Linked DNA regions of Oryctolagus cuniculus: region 2 is linked to region 1. The links are chromatin contacts, called in public Micro-C maps. All regions are on one chromosome and are shown on one strand. The core of a region is the stretch at or near the end of the contact, and the rest is flanking DNA. Distances in the headings are between cores, read along the strand shown. Region 1 has its middle 330 kb from the start of MTX2. Region 2 holds the start of HOXD4 (homeobox D4).

What was found. A called contact is a pair of places that touch in the nucleus more often than the background predicts.
Region 2: a contact with region 1 is called in a Micro-C map of ear pinna, with 13 times the contacts expected there. The contact joins the promoter of HOXD4 here to the enhancer-like site in region 1. A contact is called at or near these places in 5 of 6 Hi-C or Micro-C datasets (ear pinna, liver, psoas muscle and 2 more).

Annotation. Positions count from the first base shown.
Region 1 is chr3:64,630,064-64,637,789 of mOryCun1.1, reverse strand. No RefSeq gene overlaps it. Among named protein-coding and RNA genes, the nearest start is that of MTX2, 330 kb to the left of the region's middle. Within about 2 kb of position 4,014, at least 4 of the 8 cell types and tissues checked have an H3K27ac peak or open chromatin away from gene starts, as enhancers often do. A contact at or near this core is called in ear pinna, where this site is marked.
Region 2 is chr3:65,092,101-65,099,826 of mOryCun1.1, reverse strand. It overlaps HOXD4 (homeobox D4), which reads left to right and starts at 4,055. Exons shown (of 5, transcript XR_011387580.1): 1 at 4,055-5,098. HOXD8 (homeobox D8) reads left to right here. Exons shown (of 3, transcript XM_017342946.3): 3 at 1-968.

The DNA of each region.
Region 1 (7,726 bases), core at 2,765-5,264:
CCGACACTTACTTTTATGATTAATTGTGTAATGGTCTCTCACCCCAGCCAGAGTGTAAGAGCCAAGAGAGCAGGGACCACATCTGAGACAAATACCACTACAGATCAGCACCTGGCGACCTCTTTGAAACAGAGTAGGGGTTCGGGCTGCCATAACCAATTACCATAGAGAGCGGGGCTTTGACACCAGGAACGTTTTCCAACAGTTCTGGAAACAGGAAATTCTAGATCAAAATCCAGCAGGGTCCGTTTCTGGTGGGGGCTCTCTTCCTGGCCCTCAGACAGCTACCTTCTTGTTGGGCTGCCACATGCTCTTTCCCTGGTGAGCGTATGTGGAGAGAAATCTCTCTTCCTCTTCAGGGTATAATCCTGTCACATAAAAACTCCCACCATGATCTCATGTAACCCTAATTACCTCTCCAAACACAATCATACTGGGGGCTAGGGCTCAACATTTGAGGGTGGGGAATACAATTCAGTCTATAGCAGAGCCCAATAATATATTTTGAAAATTTGAATATAAAACACAGTCATTAATAAAAAGTTATTTGCCTTATATTGACAGCTGGCTGCTTATTGTAGTTAGATTTCATGAATTTATAAGACTTTTTTTAACTTTGCGTTCAAGTACATTTATCTTCATAAGCATTTTGTGCTTACTTTTGATTTTTTTTTTTTTTACTTTTCCATGATAGTTCCCCAGGCTATAGTATGGGATTAGTACTATCTAGACACATATGTAGCAAAATAAGGGGAAAAATTTTCCAAAATTTTATCAGAATTTAAGGGAGTGGGCCAGTGCCGTGGCTCACTAGGCTAATCCTCCTCCTGCGGCACCGGCACACCAGGTTCTAGTCCCGGTTGGGGCACTGGATTCTGTCCCGGTTGCTCCTCTTCCAGGCCAGCTCTCTGCTGTGGCCCAGGAGGGCAGTGGAGGATGGCCCAAGTGCTTGGGTCCTGCACCCCATGGGAGACCAGGATAAGCACCTGGCTCCTGGCTTCAGATCGATGTAGCTCTGGCCATGGCGGCCATTTGGGGGGCGAACCAACGGAAGGAAGACCTTTCTCTCTGTCTCTCTCTCTCTCACTGTCCAACTCTGCCTGGCAAAAAAAAAAAAAAAAATTTAAGAGAGTGGGGGTTGAAAGTTAAGTTTCTTGAGGATGTTTAATTCTAAAGTTCACTTAATTTTGGTTGTATAATTGACCCCCTCGATGTGATATTAATTTTATATGTCAACTTGAATGGAATTCCCAGATACCTGGTAAAACATTTATTCATTTTTTTTAAAAAAGTACATATATGTGTATGTATACGGGTGTGTGTGCATTTGAAAGGAAGAGCATCTGGGGCAGGGGGAGAGATCCTCTGTCCTCTGGTTCACACTCCAAATGGCTACAACAGTCAGGTCTGAGCCAGGCCAAAGCTAGGAGCCATGGGCCAGGAACTCCATCTTGGTCTCCCACATGGGTGATGGGGGCTCAAGTACTTAGGACATCTTCTGCTGCCTTCCCAGGCCCATTAACAGGAAACTGGAACAGAAGCGGAGTAGCTGGGACTTAAACCAGCACTCTGATAGGGATGTTAGGGTCGCAAGTGACAGTTTAACCCACTGTGCCACAATGCTGGCCCTAAGAATATATGTATTTTTAAAACTATTTATTTTCATTCACTTGAAAGGCAGAGAGGGGCGGGGCAGAGACATAGAGACAGAAAGAAACTTATCTGTTGGTTTATTCCCCAAATTCCCACAAAAGCCAGAGCTGAGCCAAACCAAAGCTTGGAGCTAGGAATACAATGTGGGTCTCCCATATACATGGCAGGGACCCAACTACTCGAGCCATCACCTGCTGCATCCCAGGGTGTGCATGAGCAAGAAGCTAGAACGGAAAGTGGAGGCAGGACTTGAACCCAGTCACTCTGATATGGGATCCAGACATCTGCAGTGATGACTGTGCCCAACCCTTGCCCCGTGGTAAAACACTTCTGAGCATGTCTGTGGGGGTATTTCTGGCAGGGATTCACACTTCATTAGTGCATTGAGTAAAGAAGGCCTACCTGCACCCACGTGAGTCGCCATCATGCAATCCACAGAAATAGAAAAGGTTGAGAAAGAGAGAATAGTCTCTTTCTCTTTTTCTCTTGCCTTTGTACATTGGAGCTCCTGATATGGGAACTTTAGGACTTACATCAAGGCCCCTCTACCAGGCCCCAGGATCACACACACCACTGGCTCTCCCTGTTTTCCAGCTTGCAGACTGCATATGTGGGTCTTCTGGGCCTCCATGGTCACATGAGCCAAGTCCCATTTGTGTGTGTGTGTGTGTGTGTGTGCACATCCATATGTGTGTATGCTATCGACGCGTAGATCCATCATACTGGTTCTGTTCCTATCTGGTTCCACCTCTGCTTGATCTTATGAGCCAATTCCCATCTCTCTCTCACACACACACCTTATTGGTTCTGTTCCCCTGGAGAACCATAACTAACATAGTAAGCAAATCATTGGCAATGAAATAAACAACCTTGGCTCGTTGGAAGTACAACAGGAATGAGAAATCTGACAGATCATGCAATTGTTCATGTTTAGTGTCTATTTTGAAAGGAATGCAATAAGAACTCCACAAAGGCTTTTGACTGTGCCCAGATGCTCATGGTTCCCCCCACAGAGTGAACCTTTCCTCTGGGTTTATTTTCTGGGACTACTTCTATTTTTTGTTGTTGATGCTTGTGTTTTGGTTTTGAGTTATATACTAATTGTGGTTTCGTTCCAGCTAACAAGACTGACCTCTTAGATCTCTCAATGACAGAATCACAATACCATTGTTGGACCAGAAAACTACCCATTAGAGTCAACACAGCTACCAGGGTTATTAGGCAGCAGGTGTGTGTGTGTGTGTGTGTGTGTGTTTCTCTGAGTCACTCACCAAAAGACACTTTGTATAGCTTCAGCTATTTTGAGTACAGTTACAGTCCCTGGCTTGGACTTACTTTGGCAAACTAGTAGTGTGTGTATTAGTGCGGGCAATAAAAACCTCTTGGAAAATATGTTTTTTAAAAAATATGTGTCTTCCTGTAGAACACTCTTACTTATACTTTCTGAAAATTAATTACATGTAGGCATGACATGTAGTCTCACATAGCTAGTTGATTCTTACCAAAGCTTACGAGGAATATGCACAAGCATTGGTCCAGAGAGACATCTCCAGGGCTTGTCCCAGGGAGTGGCTGGAGCTGTCACAACTACAAAAGGCCCATCAAGGGCTGGCACCTCTCACTCCCGTATTCTCTGCCTCTGTCGCTGCATAGCTGTTTGCCAGGGTGAGGCACACAAGGAATCCCATAGGGCAAGGAGTTGTGGATCTCAGGAGTCACTTTCTGAATTTGGCGGACATTCCAGCAGTCACAGGATGGCAGAAGGTCGAACGAGGACAGGCTGTGTGACCAAATACCGAGCGCTCAGGTTGGCTTCTGATTTTGTGTCTGAGTGGCCATCGGGGCACCCATTCACAGGCCCGTGTCCTTGGGCAAGCTACTTGGCCTGTCTGCCTTGGTTTCCTCATCCATATTGGGAATAATAACTGTCCCTGCTTCGTGGGGTTGTTTGAGGGCTGAGCGAGTTAACACGTGGAAAACACTAGACTAATACCTGGCGCACCATGCTAGTCGCTTTCTTTACCTATTATCCCACTAACTGATCTCCCGTGAACTAGTCAGGAATAAACCACTAGTCCTGCCTCTGTGAGAGTCCCAAGCAGAGGCCAGAAGGCATCACCGGAGGCAACCGTTTAGACCAGACACGAGCAAGGACATGTGTTCCTGTGTGAAATGTTGGGGGCCATGGGGTTAACCCCTGTTTCTACAAGTTCTCCAGACCCTCGTTAGGGGTTCCTACGCCTGGCCGGGGGGCGTTCTCCTCCAACTCCTTGGATTTCTCCCAGGTTGTCCTCCTCAGCAAAGCGAAAGGCTAAGAGCTCCAGCTAGAGACGCCTGCTTGCAATAGCACGGGGCGCGCGGCACCGCGGAGCAGCGCAGCCCCGCCGCAGGCCCCCGGCCCGGCTCGGTCCCCGGAGCCACCCTGGGTGGCTCTCACCCAGGGCCGCACGGTCCGCTCCAGACACCAGGTGGGCACCACCCATCTCGCGATGGGCACCACACCAGAAAATCTTTTTCATTGTCTGGTCTTCCAATAGCTGAGCCCGGAATTCGATGGAACTTCAGGTATAGGGGTTGAAGAAAAGTCCCATTGAACCTCCCGCCGCCACTCCCGGGCCCGCGGGGGACGTTCCCGGCGTGCTCCTACTGCGGTCCCCCGCACCCGCGCTGACCCCTCGCTCGCCCCGCTCCTCTAAATGATTCATCTAATTTCTTCAGCACCAGGCCGGCAAGGCCAGGGACGGCTTCGCTCTCCGAACGTGAAGCCGTTGCCGCGTTCCGCTTTCCTGCTGGGGGCTGGGGGAGTTATTAAAATGGACTTGGCTTTCACAGCCCTTTTTGGGGGATGTTGAGGCTCATGGTTAAGCCAACTGCCCATTTCTAAATGCGGGATCTTCCTACTCCTCCAGTCCCCTTCCACGCCAGCCCTCTGAATCCAGAGGCGGCTGGGGGATGGCAGCAATGCAGAAATTCTATGTTTAAAAAAAAAAAAGAAAAAAAGAAAGAAAGAAAAGCCACTAAAAAAAAAACATACAGGAGCGCCTTTCCATTTCCCCTCCCCCTCCTTATGGCCCAGGCCACCCTCCAACAGTGACACCTAGTGGTCAAATATAAATTAGACTAATTTTTCACAGAAAATAGCATTTCCTCTAAAAGCAAGCAAAGACTGAGCCCCATCTCCTCTTGCAGTGAAAGCACAGAAAGATAGATTCTCCTTAATTCATGACTAAAATATGTTAATGTTTGGAGGAAGCAGTTATATGTATTTCTAAGACCCTATTGAAGCTTTTAAATGTGTTTTCTTTATCATTTCTATGGACACATGCTTAGTTTGCTTTCCTTAGATAATGACCAACTTGATTTTACTGTAATTCCAAATCTTGGACATGTCTGAGACATGTTAGGTTTCAACACCTAAAATGCATATTTGGAAATATAACATTTAAAAATGAGTTGTGCTACAAATCCACTATTTGCACAATCTGTCTCAAGCTCCTGTAGTGGGTACTATTTACTTGCATTTGTTTTTGGCAACTGTGTTCATTCAAAAGGACAGCAAGGACTTGCTCTAATCCCTGTTTCAAATTTGGTACAGACTCTATTCAGTAAATATAATTGGATACTCAGCTAGGGAGGTTCTCACCAAGTGCACTGGTCAGGTACAGCCGAGTCCCCGGATAGAGCCTTCCTTCAAGACCTTCTAATGCATGGACTATCATCGTCATGCAACAGTTAAGGTGAGCAGAAATCTCCCTGGTATGGAAACGTGACGCCAAATTCATGATTCAAATGTGTCCCATTCCAGCTGTGTGGTCTTGGGAAATCATTTGACCGGTTTGACTAGCATTTCTCTTTCTCTAGTTGCTCCTTATACAAGAAGTTTTCTTAGCTACCTTTCAGAAAATTTATTAGATAAATTTGAAAACACAGGAAACCTCTTCATAATCAATGGCAAGTAGGATTACCACACTAATATAATACACTCATATACACACATGAAAGAAGACCTTAGATATGTGATTGATTGATTATACATACAAACAAAAAAATAACCTCCAATGACTGAAATAATATTTCTAGCCACCAAAACTTAGCACTTACTTTTAAGTATTAAGATTGGCAGTACCATGCGTTTGGACATAATATATCTCTCAAAACATGAAATTTAACTGTGTGAAGGTAGAAAAAAAAGGACTCCCTATTTTAAGAAAGGGAAATGGCATTTTCAGAGGACTAAGATTTTAATTCAGGCCATCAGTGTAGACTAATTGAGCACATACTTTGCGCTAGGTGCTGTACTAGATATTTCCAGAATAACAGGGTACAAGCATGTAAGAACATGTAAGAAACATGTAACATGTAAACAAACATGTAAGAACTCCTGCCTTCACAGTTTTACATTCCAGGGGGTGATTGGAGGACATGGGAAAAGGCAAAATGAAAAAGAGACGCAGTTACTTCATTAGAAGGCAACATATGAGAAAAGTAAGCATGGGAAGAGCGTGTGTGTTGGGGAGAGGGTGCAGTTTTATGGAGAGTGGTCCAGAAAGGCCTCTGTGGAGAGATGATGTGATGAATCTAAAAGGAAAAGACACTGCTGCATCCCCGTTATCTAATGCGCAACTTTATTTCCACACCGAGAAGGCGTCTTCCTGAGACAGTCCCTAGAACTGGACACAGGAAAGGCCAGGGTGAACCCGTCTGTGCCTCCTGCTACCCTGCAATCTGTGTGCTAGCAGCTGGCCGAGAGGTGCTGCTGAAATGCTGATTCCCCGCGAGTTTCTTCTGTGCACAGCCCTGGTAGATGTGACCAAGGACTCCAAAAAGGTTTATACCTTAGTTAACAAATGATTTTTGCAGCTCAAGGGGGAAGTGAGCATTCCCTAGCTCAGCAGTGCCCTTTCTCATAGCGGCCGGTTTGCCTGCCTGCTGTGCACCCAGCATGGCCATGTAGTTCTCTCTCTGGGCGGGAAGCCAGCCCATGGTGCCTTCACTCACTCCCATCAGCCACCTGTCCTCAAACCCAGTAGATGCTGGGCTCTGAGGTCTTACCAGTGACTGACCCATCAGTGTTAAGAAGGGAAAATGTATTAGTAGAGCTCTGGCTCACTTCCTTTTCCTCTTTCTCATATTACAAAAATCAAATAATACTGATGACATCTTATAGCACATGAAATAAAAATATAAAACATTGAAATGGAAGTTTGGCTGGCAGGGAACCGTAACTACAGTCCTGAATGATTAGCTCCAGCTAGAACTTTCTGGAAGTCAGACCTGCTTATCCACCCCTCACCACGTGGGAGCCTAGCCAGGAGCCCAGGATTGTTTAGTCTTCTTGATGTGCTCCTGCTCCTGCTTAATGTCCCAGCCAGGACCAGCATTCTACAAAGGCAACCTGGTGATTCCTGGTGTGCAGAGAACCTCTCAATGCTTCTTCCCCCAGGTCACCCATTCGCTTCCTTAACTCCCTAATATTAAAAAAAAAAAAAGTTCCCCAGAGAGGTAAGACCTGACTTAATATTGGACTTCTGTGTAAGTGCCTGACATCAGAGAAGAGCAGATTGTACTGAGAAACAAAAGCCCTCGGTGACAGGTAGATGAGGCTGGCGGTGGGTATAAGAAACAGAGCGGGTGTTGGTGGGCACAACAGCATCACCTCCTTCCTTGCTTCACTCAATGGCAGCTCTGTCTACACCGACAGGAAGGGTCTGTAATGGCAAGGAAGACAGACTTTGGAAGGGGCTGCTGGCTCTGCCCCTGTCAGCCAGTCTGCCAGTCCCCCAGGACATCCCAGGGTGCTGTGGAGGGTAGAGTCAGATCATGTCCCTCCATCAGGAGCCAGTGAATGAGGCGGGACCATGCTGTCTCTTCCCCGTGGCCGCTGGGTAAGCAAAGCATGGTTTCCTACTGAAGGGGATGGGGTTGGCTGAGTGGGGCCGTGGCCAACCAGAGCCCATTCAAGGGAGAAGTGAGAGAGTGATTTGCTCAAGGCAGCTAAGAAAAGTACAACTGGGAGTAAACCCAGGAGAGCCCAGGCAGGCTGAGAGGGAGCCAGTGTGTAGTTGGGACTACA
Region 2 (7,726 bases), core at 2,806-5,305, 460 kb before region 1:
CTAGTATCACAGAGAAGCAGTCCTTGAGCTGTCCTATGAAAGGGTAATTTGATACTGACTTTGTAGCCATAGTTTTTGTAATGATAGTTTTTAATGTCTGAACTGGCGATTTTCCTCAACAACGTAAACTTCCTAATGATTAGCACTAATAATTGAGTATAAAATGCTTTATTAATCAATCAAGTGCACTTGAACATTTTAAATCTTTTCTTTATGGTGAGTAAATTAAAGTAAATCTATTAATTTTAAAAAGAATTATGCCTGCAGAATATGTACTTTATATTATTTGATTAAAACATTATTTATGGTTTTCTCTTTCTGCTTTTATAATGCTTCGGGTGCCTTTTGTTTACTTGTAAAAGGGTGTTTTGTTTTGTTTTTAGTACTTTGTAGATGTAATATCTCGGGGAAATGTCTGGGCCAAATATTTGAAAAGCACATGGCAGCTGGCGAGTGAGGGCAGCTCTGCAGCTCCTTTAAACTTCAGGAAAATTGTTGGGCCAGTGACGAAAGTGTGAGGACAACGTCAAAGTCACTCTTCTCTCATCCATGCAAATTATGGCAAATAACTAACTGAAAGTGAACAAATACTTGAAAAACCAATTGTGACATTTTCGCTCGTTAACTTCTCACTTGGGTGAGCTGCCGCGTGGAGTGCCTCTCCTTTCTCAACTTGCTTTCGTTTTGAACCGCGCCTGTGTTCGCCTGAAATCGGTCTCTCTCCACGGCGGGGCTGCGCTGCGATTCCGGTTTTTGAGTAGGTGCCATATTTATTTGTATGCCTTCGCTGCGTTTGCACACTCCTTTTAACCCTCCTCGCTGTGCCTGTCTCCAGATGTCGGTTGGTACGTCCTCTGCTGTTCCTCAGGAAAATGATGGCCTCACCTATTTGAAACCAACGCAGAAAAATCCTAGTGTAAACAACCGCTTGGTTACAAAGCTAGCTCCTGAATAAAGAAGTGAACGTCTTCCTAGAGGCAGTGTCTTTGAGCGCCACCGCAGATGCCCCCTTTCTTGAGTCACAAACAATGCGCTGGGCGCTGGGGAAGGACTTGCTCCAGGCTCAGGGCTTCTCTTTGATGAGAAAAGGACGAGGGTTACACACGTCCCTCAGCTGGGAGGGAGCTGTCATTCCTGAGAGGGCTGGGTAGGCTATCCTTACTCCATCTTGCTCTAAATAATCCTGCTAAGATACTGTGAAAGCTTTGAACTTTGAAAAGGACTAGAGTTGTGGGCCCAGGGGGGACAACCCAGAGTCCAGGTTACACCAGAGCTTACTCCACTGCACCCGTCCGGGTTGATGCTGGGGCTTGGCATCTGTTGTTAACAAGATATCCATTTCCCATTGGAGGCTGCTCCTGCAGCTGCCACTTTAGGACTGGGGGGGGGGGGGTGAAGGGAGGGAGAGAAGAGAAATACAAGTAAAGAAATATTTCTCTCTGAAAATGAGAAAGCGCCTTTATTAGGTAGACAGGGAGGAGCTCTCTGCTTATCTAGCTTCATTTATTTCTAAAGAAGCACTTTTTAAATCTCTAGGATAGTTTTTATTGAACAGGTAAGAAAATGGAATCCTTTAGTTTGGGGCCAGCGTCAGCCCCTCAGGTGTTAGCGGGCTGTTTGCCTGATGCTTCACAGACTGAGAAACGTCTGGCATCGGCCAGGTCAGAGGCAATGCAGCACCTTGGCTTCCACCCCCCAGCCCCCAGCCCCCACCTCGGGAAGACTCTATGGCTGTGACATTTGCCGACCTAAGCCAGGAAAGACAGTTTTAAGTCACGGGTAGCTAGGGGCTTAAGCATTTGCACAGGAGGAGACAGCTGCAAATGCACAAGCTGGATTTGGGACCGCTTTTGCTCTGGGTGCTGTTGGCTGTGCAGAGCAAGGATGCCAAGGGCTGGCCAAGACCATGGCCGGGGAACAGCCTTGGGCATACACTGTCCAAAGACTGGTGCTGGCTAAACTCCAGCTGCCCTTGATGGAAGCGATTTCTGTTTATATCAGCAAAACTTGCTGTCTCTCACACAGAACGCTCCCCGTATGTCACCTTATTATCAGGTGAGGGTTCCTAGTGCATGGGTGGGTGTGGAAATCAAGAGGAGATAAAAATGTCACTTCCTTAGCGTTCTGTGCTGCCGTGGAAGTGTACTTCTGGCCCCATCGGCTCCATTAACCATGCAGCTAATGTACAAAAAATGCTTCAGTGGCAGTATTTCCTAGATTTGAGAATGTGAATTTGTACATATCCACAGATGACACAAGTGCAGAAAATGTTGTCTACAAACATAGGTGTGTGTGTTTTGTAGTTGGGAAAGGACGTGGATTTGTCTCCAAATAAAGACCTTGAGGAATGACACAACACACACACACTCGCCACCTTCTATCTTAGAATAGCCTGTCTTGTTTCATGGACACAGACTGGCAGTGGGGAGTGCACAAGAAGCCCTTCGGACGGACTCAAATTTGCAACATTTGCACTGAGGCAACATGCAGACATTTTTGCTGCAGAAATTTGCATAAACCTTCAGAGAACACTTTGCAAACCCGGGCGGTGGTGGTGCTTTTCTGCTCTGGACTACTGCAGCCTGCTTAGAGAAAAATAGGACCCTCCAATGTGAGCAGTGAATGAAAGAATCACGCCTTGAGTGATTTAGGTTCTCTGTTTGCAAGCACCAGAAACACACAATAGAAGGATGTGGGTCTCAGTGGTTTCTAGAGAAAAGTCAGTTTAGAGACGCCATTGTGTGAGGTTCCACAAAGCCCGGTATGTTGTCTACCTCCGCACAGGGGGACAAGTGTGCAAATATGGCTGCTCTTTCAGTGCTGAGTCTGCCCAGTCCTCATTCCCAAGCTGAAAAGGAGAGCCATAAAGCTTTTGTGTGGGTAAAAGGGGAGAAGATAATGAGCCAAAATGATGATTGAAATTATTTCTCAAAAAGACCTAGAATTGAGCAATCGCTTTACTCAGTTCCTTATGTATAGAGCAGTGTAAAGTGTTCTGGACTTGGGAGGGCCCAACAACTTGCCTCATTCGCTTATGTAATTTAAAAAATGCCGTTTTATTCATCAATGCAGGTATTGCTATTTCACACCCCAGCTGTGTCCTCTGCTTCCTGGCGCCTGCTGACGCCTTGGGCATCTAGAGGGGTACAAAGGAGGAGTGAGGACATTTTAATAGACCCCGGCTGCTGTGTGGCTCCCTGCAGCAAGGTTAGGGCCCACTGGCTTTTCTGGAAAGAGGATGACTTTTGCTGACAGATGACAACAGAAGTCTAATCAAAAATCATCTCAGGTCATAGGATACAAATGGCCTGCCCCAGAGGGTGCTGAAGTCTACCACCACCCAGGTATTTACTGACTGGGAAGATGTCCATAGCAGAGAACTTAGGCACAGGCACTCACTGCGAAGCTTTATAAACATATAGACCAGCAATCTAAAAAGGCTACCTCGGAAAGGACTGGGTGGGGCGGGGGCGGGGTTTATCTCTGACACAGGTGCAGAAGCCTGCACAGCCCTGTTCCACAAAGGCACTGCTGGGGGCCAGCCAATTTCATTTCAGGGACAGGGGAGCTCACCGGAGCAGTTCCTATGAAAAACACAAAGGGGATGTGATGCCTGCCTTTGAGGAAAAAGAATCAGACATTTTTTTCTGGGCTGATTTTGGAGAGCCACACCTTTCCTGGACAAATGCAGCCCTTCTTCAGTGCTGCAGTGCGCAGGCTTCTCCACGGACAGTCATTTGGGGGAGGGGAGGAAAAGGGGGTAACTAGAATTAAATTCCATAAGAATAAGAACTGTTCTCAGAGGGAACCTAAAGTGAGGGGTTTCAGAAAGGTTGCTTCCCCCCTAAGCTGAGCCTGTACGGGAGGGAGGATGCCTCCGTGGGGACAAGCACCCGGCAGCCTGCGCTCTGAGGGTATTGTGGACAGATAGGTTGACAAGCACCTGAAGCCATTTCCGGCCTTGGAGCGGGTCGTCGACCCTCCTACCACCCCAGGAAATGGGAGGGACCCCAGTTTATGTCGGAACAGAGGGAGGGGGCGCTTTCTTGGCCTGCAGAGCCCAGGTTTTCTGCGCAAGACCACTGGTGTTGGCTTGATGGGAGAAGCAAGGGGGCAAAAACCGAAAGTGCTTGGCGGCCCTTCCGCGGGGGGGGGGGGGGGGGGGCGGGGAGCAGGAGAGGCCACGCGCCCCAGAAAGGCTAGAGGTGGGGGGCGGGGGTGTCCTCGGGGATCGCGGGCGCAGCGCCGGAGCCGCATGGAGCTCATGCTTCCCTCCCACGCAGTGGCTCGCTGCGCAGAGACGTGGAGCCCAGCAAATCCCCCCCACCAAAAAAAAAAAAAACACCAAATAATTCCTGGAAAAGAGGAGAGGAAGAGACAGGAAAACGAACACTAGGGAGCTAACTGAGGGAAAGGAGAGGGACAGAGAAAGAGAGAAAAGGAAAGAAGGGAGGGAGCGAGAGAGGAAGGAGAAGAGAGAAGAGAGGGAGAGATAGAGAGGAAAAACATGGCGCTTGCGAGCTGTATGTGCAAAATCCGCAAGGAATTGCAGTAAATTCCTTTTTGTTTGAAGAAAATTTACAACTTGGTAATAGACCTTTTTATGACCTATTTGCGGTCGTCATTGGCTGCGGCTGGTCATGTGCAGGCGCCGCTCTCCTTCACGGCCTTTTTCCTGATTTCCCAGGCGAATTTTCCCCCGCATTCTGCTTTCCCAGAGCCTCACCCCCTCTTTTTCTAACCTTTGTCTCTGCAGAGGTGGGCTCCAGTCGCCGGCTGCGGGATTGCGGGGTCCGCAGCGGCCTCGGCTCCCGCCCGGCGCCCAGCCTGACCTCCCCGCGGCTGCCTCCGGAGCCGGCGGAGAGCCCGGCGGGGGAGCCCGGAAGAAGCCCCAGGCGCCGAGCCCCCCGCCGGCGCTGACACCGCCTGCCGGGAGCAGCCGGCCGGCTACGGGTGACTGCGGCCCCGCGCCTCCGACGCGGTTCCCTCTCCAGCATGAGCTGCTCGCTGCCGCCGGGAGTGCGCCAAGGCCGGCAGCGCCTAATGGATTACAGCAGCCGCCCGGGCCGACCGCCGCCTGCAGCTCGGCAGCCTCCGGGTAAGAGTCGCCCACTCTCCGCGCCCCAGCACTGCCAGCGGGAAGCCCAGGGCGCCGACCGCCGGGTGCAGCTCGGGAGCCGGGCGGGCCCTCTCTGCCGTCCCCCGGAACCTGGGGGTCGCTGGTCCCCTGTCCCCTGGTCCCTCCAGCCCCAGGACGTCCCCTGGGGCTCCGGGTGGGGTCGGGCAGCGCTCAGAAGTCGAGGGGAGAAGCCCCATTTTCTCCAGAGAAGCGTGTCGCGGGCTGGGTGGAGAGCACTCGCGGCCCCCCGGGAAGAAGGGCGTGACGACGGTTTCTGTCCACCTCAGCCTCGCTGGCGGGTCGCAAAAGGCACCCTCTAGTACACAACAGTGGCTTTGCGGTTTGTCTGTGGTCAGAGGTACCAGAGAGGCTAACAGGTGTTTTTGTGTGTGATTTTTTTTTTAAAGGATTGGGGCTTGGGTGGGGGTGGGGTGGGTTCTGGTATTCCGGGTGTGCCTGATTTTTAAATGTAGGTTTTGGTGAATGATGCCGGCTAATTTCTAGGGTTTATGGTTGATTGGGCCTTGCGTAAGATGCAATCTGAAATATTCTTAAAGGTTTCTCTAGTTCTCACAGAATTTCTGTAACCAGTCTGGATTGATTCCTTCCACATACGTTAATCCGTCAGGTGAATTTGAATGATTTTATGTCACAAAATGAATGCGGGGGTGGGGGGAGGGTGATAATAGTATCAGAGAATCTGGTGTAGGTTTGGGGGGAAAACCCAATAGACATTTCAGAAATGCAAAGCATTTCTGAGTTCAAACATCGCGTGTGTTTTTCATTTACCAGAGCAGGAAAAGAAAAAGTCTTTTCTCTTTGTAAATGTATTGTTTTCTTTGCCTATCAATAAATATTATACAGCAACATTTTTACCCTTTACTTCAAAGCTACTGAACCAAAACATGCGTAAAGGAAAAAAAAAAAAAACCCTTCGTAGAAAATAAAAAAGCCACAAATTGCAGTTTCGTCACGCCGGTTTTGAGTGGCACCTGACGGTGCAGGTCGAAAATCCTGTGGCCCATTCCCTCGTGATCGCGCGGTGAAGTCGTGAAACCCTTGCACAATCTGCCGCATTGCGCACAGGGCAGGCCTGCGCCGTGGCGGGTGTCGGCCCAAAGCACCCAGCGGCGAATCCGAACGTATTGGGCCCCGAATAGTCCGCTGTGACAGTGTTTCTGAACAATAAATGACATCTTGATCATTTTTAGTTATTAGAGATGCAATCACGCCCTTTTCAAAATGGAGGACCACAATTTGTGGCCAGTTGATGTGCGCGAGGTTCTCCTGGATCAGGAACTGATCATTCATAAGAAACTCATAGATGACTTTTTTTTTTTTTTAATTGGAACGTCTGTATTTTGTCACTATTTCCCCACCTCGGGTACCACGGTTGCTAAAACCAGTCTTCGTTGTCGTTAAAACGCATTGCGTACTGAGCAGCAGGCTCCCGGATCAGGGTTCCTAGGCCCCGCCAGAGCAGCCCCTGCATCGGCAGGGGTGGGGTGGGGTGGGGACGGGGTGGAGTTGGGGCGCCGATGGACAAACCCTGTGTTCAGAGCCTAGGTCGCTTGTCCCTAGGTCTGGTGGCCCAGCGCCCCCGGGCGACTAAAGACGTGGGCGAGCCGCAGGTCCGATGACGCAGCAGAGGGTGGTGTCCTGGGCAGACACGGAGGACTGAGGGGCTCTTTGTAAGCCCCCTTGGTCGCATGAAGAGCTTGTTGTAAAGAAACGGCCGGTTGCATCTCAGGGAATAAATAATCTGCAGACTGCATTTGAACCCGGGCCATGCAGTCCAAGAGGGGACTGGGAACGCTGTGGCTGAGGCCGGAAAAGCCTCCATTGTCTCTTAACACAACAAAATGAAACAAAATGGAAAGCACTGCAGCTCCGCGAGCTCAGCAGCCCGGAAGCGCAACTCCCAGCGCCGTGGGCCCGAACCTCGGTCTGTTTCTGCACGAGGGAGCCGGTGGCACGTCCAGGCCTCGGGGACGCCGGGCCAGGCTGGCTGCTGGGCTTGCGACCCGGGCTTGCGGCGCCGCCACACACACGGCCACGCACCGGGGCAGGCCGCCGAGCACGCTGCCCCTCGCGTGTTCCTCCAAGTCAACGTATTTCGGCAGAGTTCCGTTCTCAGAGCTCGAGACACAGGGAAATCGGAACAAAGACAGTATTTCACCCTGGGCTGGCAGGCAGCTGTTAGAGGTATTTACGGCCTCGCCGCAGTGCGGCGGCGGCCGCCGGGCAGGGTGTGCAGGGGCGCCGGAAGCTGCGGAGAGGCCGCTGGGAATTCTCATTCAAACCCAATTTAGGGCCACGCTATGAATAGATGCCCACTTTCTGGGGACTAGTTCGTTGGTCGTGAAGGCTTTGCAGGGTGAGGGAGAAGCTGGGCTCCCTGGACGTGGTAGGGTGGCTGGCCCCGACTGGATAGACGAAATCAGGGAAGCGGTGCCCCGAGTGGGCAGGGTGTGATCCAGACGACAACCTCGAGAAGCGACCACTGGCACCACTGAACAGGGCTTTGCAAATCGGAAAGGACGGGCCAAGTTTTTAATTCAGGTTTTCCTGGGACAGAAAAGCGCATTTCCTGTCTCTTTGACGTGG